Regions from separate parts of the Zea mays genome. Here all the other regions are linked to region 2. The links are chromatin contacts, called in public Hi-C maps. All regions are on one chromosome and are shown on one strand. The core of a region is the stretch at or near the end of the contact, and the rest is flanking DNA. Distances in the headings are between cores, read along the strand shown. Region 1 holds the start of LOC100274089. Region 2 has its middle 73 kb from the start of TRNAA-CGC. Region 3 holds the start of LOC103634586 (SNF1-related protein kinase regulatory subunit beta-1).

Region 1 (2,727 bases), core at 97-2,596, 160 kb before region 2:
GTATAAAGGTACAAATGGCAAAAACGATAGCCCATCTAAGCACTGGCATATTGGTACCGTACCGTTACCAAAAACAGCAACCGGTCAGAGTTAACTGCATGTTCTTAATCTGGAAATATTAACAAAAGGCATCTAGCCGTGGTTAATTGACAATCATGGTGGTGACACCTTTCCAAATGCCACCTGTCAATAGCAGCTCGTAATTCCAAAGACAACAAGTACAGTAACACATCATTTGGACGCAAGGTATTGAAAAGATGAAGAATGGTTTTTTTAGTTCCAAAACGTTGATTACTAGGCAAATTCCTAAATTTCCCAGCTCATACAATTATACCCCAGCTTGCTTAGCTTTGTGGAAGCAAAGACCATCCTTAAAAATTAAAACCACGAGCCCACAGTAATTTTTACAATAACACATTCACTCACACGAGTGATTTAGAAGATCAGAAAGTGCTGGGGAGCATAGATAAAATACAGGTGATCAAGAGAACAAGGGTATGTGAGAGAGGAGATCAGGCCGGCTCGAAGGAGGTAGCCTGGAAGCCGACAGAGCAGCTTTCAATAACTCAACTCGTAACGGGAAGCCCAAGTGATGAAACACCTTCCCAAATGATACTGCCTTAATAGCAGCGCCAAGCTTTCCAAAGCAAGTACGAAACTAGGACAGCACGGCAACACAGTGACACAGGGGGCGGACGACCCAGACGTGGGTGGGGTATAGTATAGGGATTCAATTCCGAATCAGTCCGTATTTCAGAAAAAATAAATGCCCGCGCACCTCGGCTTCCACGAAATCGTTATGTTGTGTCAGGTGATATTGATCTTTCGCTCTGGGATAGAAAAACCGAATCGAACCCTGCATGGATAGATTACAACGCTCTCAGACAGCAAATCCGCAACAAACTAAACACTCGGAATCCTTCCGTTCAGCAAACAAAAAAAACTCTTAAGAGTCAAAAGAATCAACCCAGCAAGCTAGGGTTACTTACCGAAATGAAGAAATCGAACCAGGTCCGGATGGATCTCCACTCCGAGCAAGTCCAGCGCCAGCAGAGGGGGGCGGGGAGCAGGTGAGCAAGTGCTCTCTACGAGAGACGACTTTCGGAGCGAAGGAGCTGGCTTAGTTTATCCGGTCGCCGGCGGTTTGGTCGCCGATGACGAGGCACCAAAAGCTGTGACGGGGAGAAGCTAGCAGAGAAGGTTCTAAAGCAGGGAAGCGATGGAATTGGAGCGGCAGAAATCAGCGAAGACGAATAGCGGAGAGTAGGAGGAGGTGGAAGAAGGCTGCACGGGGATTTCTCCCGCACAGTGAATCGGGAAAGCCGCCACCGCTCCGTGACATCACACCGTGGACTCACACGCGATGGGTGGGGTGGGGGGAAGAAAAGCCTCTGCAGGCTCTGCAGCACGTCTCCGCGCCTTCGTTTGCTGGTTTGACAAAACTTCTCTCGTCTCTGGTTTGACGAAACATTTTTTCCTCGTCTCCCCCTACCACATGTGGCAGAGAAAAACGGAAGTATACGGAGTAAAACTTTGGAGCATTGCTAAATCCACTTTTGATACTGTTTTTAAGCTGTGGAAACAAAACACTCCAAAAATAGGGTGTTTGGTTTATAGTGACTAAATTTTAGTTTATCCATTTGTCGGTACCTTAAAACTAGGGTACCCCTGCTACTATATAAAGACAAAGAACTCATGGGACTATCCCTTAGTCGGGAAAATATCCTATGCAATCACTTATCCTGGTGCAAGCATGCAATCAAGCGATCTGGTGCATCCGATCTATATCTAATGATGACTGTTATTTTATATTTAACCACTTCCACCTAAAACATAGTACCTATTTTACTTTTAACCCCTTCCATATGAAACCGTTGGATCTAGATTGGATGCTCTGGATAGTTTGATTGCACGCTTGTACCAAAATGAGTGATTGCACAGGATATGTCCTCCCCTTAGTCGCGTGGTAGAAGTGTTGTGTGTGGGACCAAGCCCTAGCTCGCCCCAATCTCAGACGGCTATTCTGGGTCCACAGCAGCGCCCGACTCCACCACATGGGCGGGTCCGAAGCCGCCACGTGTCCAGAGGAGGTGGCATGCTCCAAAGCATCAACAGTGAGTCCGGACCCCACGGGAGAGCGTCGGACCCCCAGATATACAGTTCGGACCTCTCCCCCCCCGTCCCCCCGTATGGGGTCCGGGCCGCCCACAGTGGGGTCCCAAGGTCACAGGACAGAATACACCCGGGCCTTGAACAGGACTCAGGCGGGGTCCGGTACCGACACGTGTCTGGACCTAGTCTAGTGCGGACCTGTCCGCATACACTTTTGCTCCCTGCCCAGGCGGAGACCCGATGCTGCCACGTGGCCAACTGCACGTGACGTAAGCCAACAGGCGGAGCCTGACGTAAGGCCTCCGGGTTACGCGGCCCCTGCATTTATTGCGGATAAGGCGCGCCGCCTATCCATTCCGCTGACAGGTGATGTACCGCCTCGGTATTTAATGAGACCTGTCCATTCCACTAGCAGGCGGCGACCTGTCCATTCCGCAGGCGGCGTGCCTGTCCATTTCGCTGGCAGGTGGCACGCCCATACTGTCACGTGCATTATGACCATCATTACTCGTACGTACCAAGGAAGCAGCTGTCGCATATCAATACTGTGAGGGCTGCGGACATCAGGGCGCCTGGAGATTGCTCAGGTGTCACCTGCATTAGTTACTCCATGTA
Region 2 (2,967 bases), core at 327-2,826:
TCTCAAAACTGCATGTATGTGCATATCGAGACAAACTCCATCCTACAGCAGCAATGGTGGCGATCTTCGAGTCGCGCTCGTTGCTCTATCTGGCTGTTGTGGTGCTCCTCGTCTGCATGCTGGTAGACGAGTGCCGCCAGCTCCTACCACACGTGCCAGAGCTCTATGGGCGAGGCCGTCAGCCATGAGTTACGGGCTCTGCATGGCCGCCGCCAGCCATGGCACGTTCAGCGCAAGCCATGTCATCGTCGCGTGGGCGCGCGGCTTCGATGAAGTGTGCGGGCGCGGCTCCGGCGAGGTGCAGCCCCGATGCGAGCACGCGGCCTCCGGGACGTCCCTGTGCGGCTTCGACAACCATGGCGATTGTACCAGTGCGCGTACGTGAAAGAGTAGATTCGATCTTACCGTTCCGTTGCAGAGGAATCGAAGCTTGTCGCGTAGGACAGTTCGGCTAGGCTGGAGACCTGCCGGTAGGGATGGCAGCGGGTCGGATAAAGTGCGGGTAAGCCATTTACCCGTCCGCCAACATATCCGCGCCTCTAGTGCTTATCCGTACCCGCGAGAGCTTGCGGGTAAAATTTTCGACCCATGCCCGTACCCGCAGGATATCCGCGGATATCGGGCAACCCGTTACCCGCCAGAAAATACCATACGAGTATGTGGTCATGTTCATTTTACCAAGAACATCAATGACTTGACATACATAATATGGCAAGGAACATAGTTCAAACTTCAAAGTCCACAAACATGATCGATCATCCACAAACATAAGTCTCAAACCCTTAAGATAATTAATTATTACAACACAATGTTTTAGGATAAAATGAACACATGGGCGATATTTTGATGGGCTAGTAAATTAAGCGGGTAACGGGTAATACCCGCGGACGAAATTTTATATCCGTCAATTACCCGCGGGTGAGAAGTGTTGCCCGTATCCTTACCCGTGGGCGAGATTTCTTATCCGTATCCATGCCCATCGGGTACAAAACCCGCGGATATCCGTGCCCGCGGGCAGAATTGCCATCCCTACCTGCCGGCTTGACGGAGAGTTGATGCAGATATGATCTCGCAGCAACGTCGAGGTAGAGCGTGCTGATAACGTGTTGAGAACTACGTTACCACGGATCACCAGATCCGCTCCCTTTCCTCCCGTCAGCAGTAGAGGCGCAAGAAGCTGTAGAGAACCCGTCTCCCTTCCCTTAAGCACGACAGAGGAAACACACGAGACACTGGATATAGGGTTGGGCCTCTGGCCTCTTTCTGATCTCTGTAATATGATGAGGTGTACAAGTTCCTTATATAGAGATGTGAGACCCCTCAGAGGCAAAACCGGTATTTGCCCACATAACCCTAACTAGGGTTACTTAAGAGTCAGAAGTTCAGAGGAACGTGATGGGTTAATTTATTTTGCTTTTTGCTATTAAATCACTGGTTCGGCCCATGGTACACGGAGTGCGGCCCATGTTTCTTTGGATTCTAGCTCTAATCCATCGACGGCTCTTCTGCTCCCACCAGAACACCTAGCCCAGCTTACACTGCACAATTATTTTAGGTAAAAGGCTGGCCCAGCTGCGGTGGGTTGAGCGGTCACCCTGCACGGTGAGATCTCGTGCAGTTGTGCTCGCTGGATTGGAATAGTCTATTCCCTACCATAGCAGTTGAAAACAAAAAATAGGACGCATAATTATAACTGCAAACTTCCTACGGACTCCAACTTCGATTGCAACATTTCTCCATCCCTAGTTGTTCCTCTGACCCTCTACTTTGATTGCAACATTTCCCCATCCTTTCCTCTGACCTTGTACGACCATTCATCAAGGTCCTATTTGGCATAAGCTCTAGCTCTTAGCTCTGTCTAATATCTTGTTTGTAAAAATGTTAGAATAAAAAACTTTTTTGGGGTGCATTAGAATAAAATTTTTTGAGACTGTTCTTTTTATCGTGGATAGAAATAAAACAACTGAACCAAACAAGTCAGTCTTAAGATAGCTCCAGATCTACAAATTTATAAAGCTCTAAATAAATGCCTAACATAGCCATAATCACATGGATGGCTCTCGCCCTCAATGATACCTCTAGTAATGATTTATGAGCTAGTTCTAGATACATTATTTTATGATTTAATGGAAGAGAGGATTTTTTAATTAACAGTTAGTCTCATGCACGTACATGTGAGGTTATCATGTAGACCTATTACTATTATAAGCTAGTAATTATTTTATTAGGCTTTAGCATTGATGGTGATTGGTGAATAGCGGCTTGTTTAGGGCATGTACAGTGGTGTTTAACGTAAAGACTTTTGAGGTGTTTAAAAGGAGTATTTGCAAAAAAAAGTGGAGTCGTCTTTTCGTAAAGAGACTCCTCTCGCTCGTAACCCAAGTAGCAACAGACACCTTACTTTCCACTATACGAATTTGTCGTCTGTTCTATCGATTCGATGATGTACAAGTGCATTACTTATGCATTTATTAATAAAATATATTTTTAGATATTTCATTGTATAATAGAGTCTCTTAGTTATTTATTGTGCTTGAAGAACTGCCCTTAAGGTTTCAGAATGCCTCTGGACAATGAAGCATTTAATTGGTGCTTTTACCAGCCCAAAAGTGGCCGATTGCTAGTTGATATATTTTTTGTTTCAGCACAAAATGGTTGAAGGCAACCAAATTGTTCGAACACATACTCCCTACAGTGGAATTTGGTAGCCACGTATTTTATACTAGTACGCGCATGGAATCAAGAGCACATGGTTGCGGATCCGCGATTGGTGCAAATAATTCGAAGAGTTTGGGGGAAATTAGCGGACAAGATGTGGATTGCACGTTGATATCTGGAGCTATTTAATTATATAAGTTATAAGTATAATGGATCATGATCTAAATGTTTCTTCACAAATGGCTAGGGCTCTAAATTATTTTTAGTTCAAAATGAATAGAAATAGAGTTCGATCTTAATCCGATCCGA
Region 3 (2,842 bases), core at 162-2,661, 160 kb after region 2:
ATGTTAGAAGATATTTTTAATAATATCATATAATAAGTAAGTGTTTTTTCTATATTTTATATCTATTATCTTATAAACTTTAAAACAGTGCATAATAATTTTTATACGTTAAATATTTAATAATATATATAATTATATATCTATACTATACTTAAAGCACCAGTTTCAACGGTCGTCATGCGTCATCTTTTTATAAATAACTCCTCACAACTATTTTAAATTAATCGCTGCACGCCTATAGATGGCCAAACGGTGGCCCGACATGAGCCAGACACTCGCGGGCCACAACTCTGGCCCAGGCATGTCATGCCGGCCTTCTGACTGTGCCCGATCATCTCGTCGGTTCATTTGATTAAATCAGCGTAAAATGTTAAAAAAAAGGTGCTAGAGGTGGGGATTGAACCCATGCCCTGATGGAAGAAGGGCGTGAGACATTAGATGAAGTTGTCTAACCAGTAGAACATCATGCTCAAATATTTTTAATATTGAATATAAATTGTATATATGTATATACGTTTTTTGTAAAATAAAAAAATATAATCATGTCGGGCCGGGCCAGCACTACAGACCGAGGGTACAGCCCAAGCATGGCACGACGTTCTTCGCTCTTACAAGCATTAGATCGTTTCTGAGACCACATTGGCGCAATGGACTCCATGGTATTTGAGGTTACTGAATTGAACAGTAAAATGAAAGGTTATTTATTGGTTTTAAACATTAGTAATTGCTATGAAGTAGCATAATTTTTATAGAGCGCATACAGTTTTTATTGATGCCTGACTTTAGCAATCACTCTATATTTTTATCTATTTTTTTATAAGTTTGACTTCATGTGACTTATTTTAGAAACTAGAGCTCCCAAACTTTCTTTTATTTGGTCTCTGTATGGTGCAATTATGTCATTTTATAATATCTGTTCGTTCAGTTAGTCGTTGTGAACTCTCTTCTAATCGCTCACTTCATTGGCTATGTTGTACCAAGACATATTGCATGGAGTAAACAATAACATCAGTTAGCCAAATAAAAAAAATTATACAGAGAGCGGAGACAATCAATAAAAAATCTTGAAATTTTTTTGATGTATAGTTTATGTGGGTATTGTTGTAAGCCGTCGCAACGCACGGGCAACCGACTAGTATTTATGTAGATAGGACTTCTACATCAAATTTCGCACTGGCTCGTGAAAGGCAGGAACGGCCCTGCCCTTCCCCTCCAACGTGCGAGCCGTGACCCGGCCGCAGTCCACGTCACCCGTACATACATATCAACACGCGCGCGGCTTGTCGTCCCCAAGACGGATCCTTCTGCACTGCAGACCCACTGAACAGTATGGTCCCACATGGCAGTGGCGATCAGACCACGAGCACCGGGTGCACGTGTGGCGCCACGTTACCGGGCAAGGGCACTAGGCCAGTGGCACGCGCTTAATTACCAGCAAAGTTAAGGCCGTACTAATACGAGCCCCGCAGCCCCCGTCCCCGTCCCCGTCCTCCTCCTCTTCTTCCCCCTTCCTAGCGGCACGGCACCAGGCCCGCCCTGGTGGCATCTCCGTAATTTCGCGCCTCTTCGCCGCCAAGGGGTGGGGCCGTGGGGGTGGCAAGAGGAAGAGGTATGGGCAACGCCAGCGGCCGCGAGGAGGACGCTGCAGCTGTTGACGGCGACGGCGCCGACGTGGAGGACGGCGGAGGGGACTCGTCGGTCCGCTCGTCGGAGCGCGCCTTTCCGCCGTACGGCAGCGTAGGAGCCAACCACGTGCGGCGCGCGTGCTCGGTGGGTGTCGTAGGTGGCGGTGGAGGCGCCGGATCGCCACCCGGGAGTCCTGGCCACTCGCTCTCGCCGCGGATGTTCGTGCCCCAGGTCAGATCACGAGATCCCGCACCGCTATTTCGGTTTGCTTGCTCGTTTGATCAATCTATGGTTTGGTTTCGATGCTTGTTTGCTCGGGAGGTGGTCGGGTGATCTGAAGATGCCCATGATTTTGGTTGGTTGGGTTAGGGTCCAATGCGACGAGTGGTCGCGATCTGGAGGTCGCTGGCAAGGTTTGGTATCGTCCTAATTCGCTTGTGATTGATGCCAACCGACAAGCGTCTTTTCTCTATGAACCAATTTTGCTGCCGTGCGCGTGCAATTTCGTGAAGTTATTTGTAAGTTGCTCACTTAGTACTTTAGTAGCTTAACTACTAGTTTGTGCTCGAAATGCGGCGAAACGTTTTTGCACCCGTCAGAACGCAAATGCTAAGAGCAACTCCAAGAAGGGGCCCTAAATTTAGGTCCTAAATTTTGTTTTAGGGACCAATTTATTCGTAATTTAATTGGTTAACTCCAACAGCAGGGCCTCAAATGTAGTGCTTAGCAACTAATTCTGTTTTTCGGCTCGCGCGCTCTGTTTTCCCGCGCGCGCTCTGCTTCCTGCCCAAAATCACGATTCCCAGCTACCCTCCCTCGGATCTCCCTCAAATCCCTAGTGCACACACGAACGTATCCATGTTCTAGGGCGCCGTCGTTCTTCCCTACAGAGGGTGGCATCCATCTCCGCGGAAGAGGGTGCGCAGACCATCCTGCTGCAAAAGGCCACCGTTCTTCACGTACGCTCGTTCTCTGTTCTGTCAGTGCCACAAGATATGTCAGACCATGTGCGGTAAGCCCTCCTCAACACGATCACCAATTTGAGTATGCAAGCTAATGTACTATGTGAGTAGAGTAGACAGTAGCTATTATAGTTGATTGTATAATCCTTTTGATTCTGCTACTTGTATTTATGGTCTGATGAATGTAGAATTTTCTGCAATGATTAGATATATGTACTTGATCATTTTGTTACCCTCACTGTACTTGATCATTT

The links. Hi-C and Micro-C count contacts between places; a contact is called where the count stands out from the background.
Region 1: a Hi-C map of ear shows a contact between it and region 2, with 2.0 times the contacts expected there. The contact joins the promoter of LOC100274089 here to the enhancer-like site in region 2. A contact is called at or near these places in 2 of 25 Hi-C or Micro-C datasets (ear and tassel).
Region 3: a Hi-C map of tassel shows a contact between it and region 2, with 4 times the contacts expected there. The contact joins the promoter of LOC103634586 here to the enhancer-like site in region 2. A contact is called at or near these places in 2 of 25 Hi-C or Micro-C datasets (leaf and tassel).

Annotation. Positions count from the first base shown.
Region 1 is chr1:51,630,717-51,633,443 of Zm-B73-REFERENCE-NAM-5.0, forward strand. LOC100274089 reads right to left here and starts at 1,347. Exons shown (of 10, transcript NM_001148468.1): 1 at 990-1,347; 2 at 779-856.
Region 2 is chr1:51,792,970-51,795,936 of Zm-B73-REFERENCE-NAM-5.0, forward strand. No RefSeq gene overlaps it. Among protein-coding and RNA genes, the nearest start is that of TRNAA-CGC, 73 kb to the left of the region's middle. Within about 2 kb of position 1,577, at least 19 of the 20 cell types and tissues checked have an H3K27ac peak or open chromatin away from gene starts, as enhancers often do. A contact at or near this core is called in ear, leaf and tassel, where this site is marked.
Region 3 is chr1:51,956,676-51,959,517 of Zm-B73-REFERENCE-NAM-5.0, forward strand. It overlaps LOC103634586 (SNF1-related protein kinase regulatory subunit beta-1), which reads left to right and starts at 1,412. Exons shown (of 4, transcript XM_008656931.4): 1 at 1,412-1,857. The coding sequence starts at 1,612.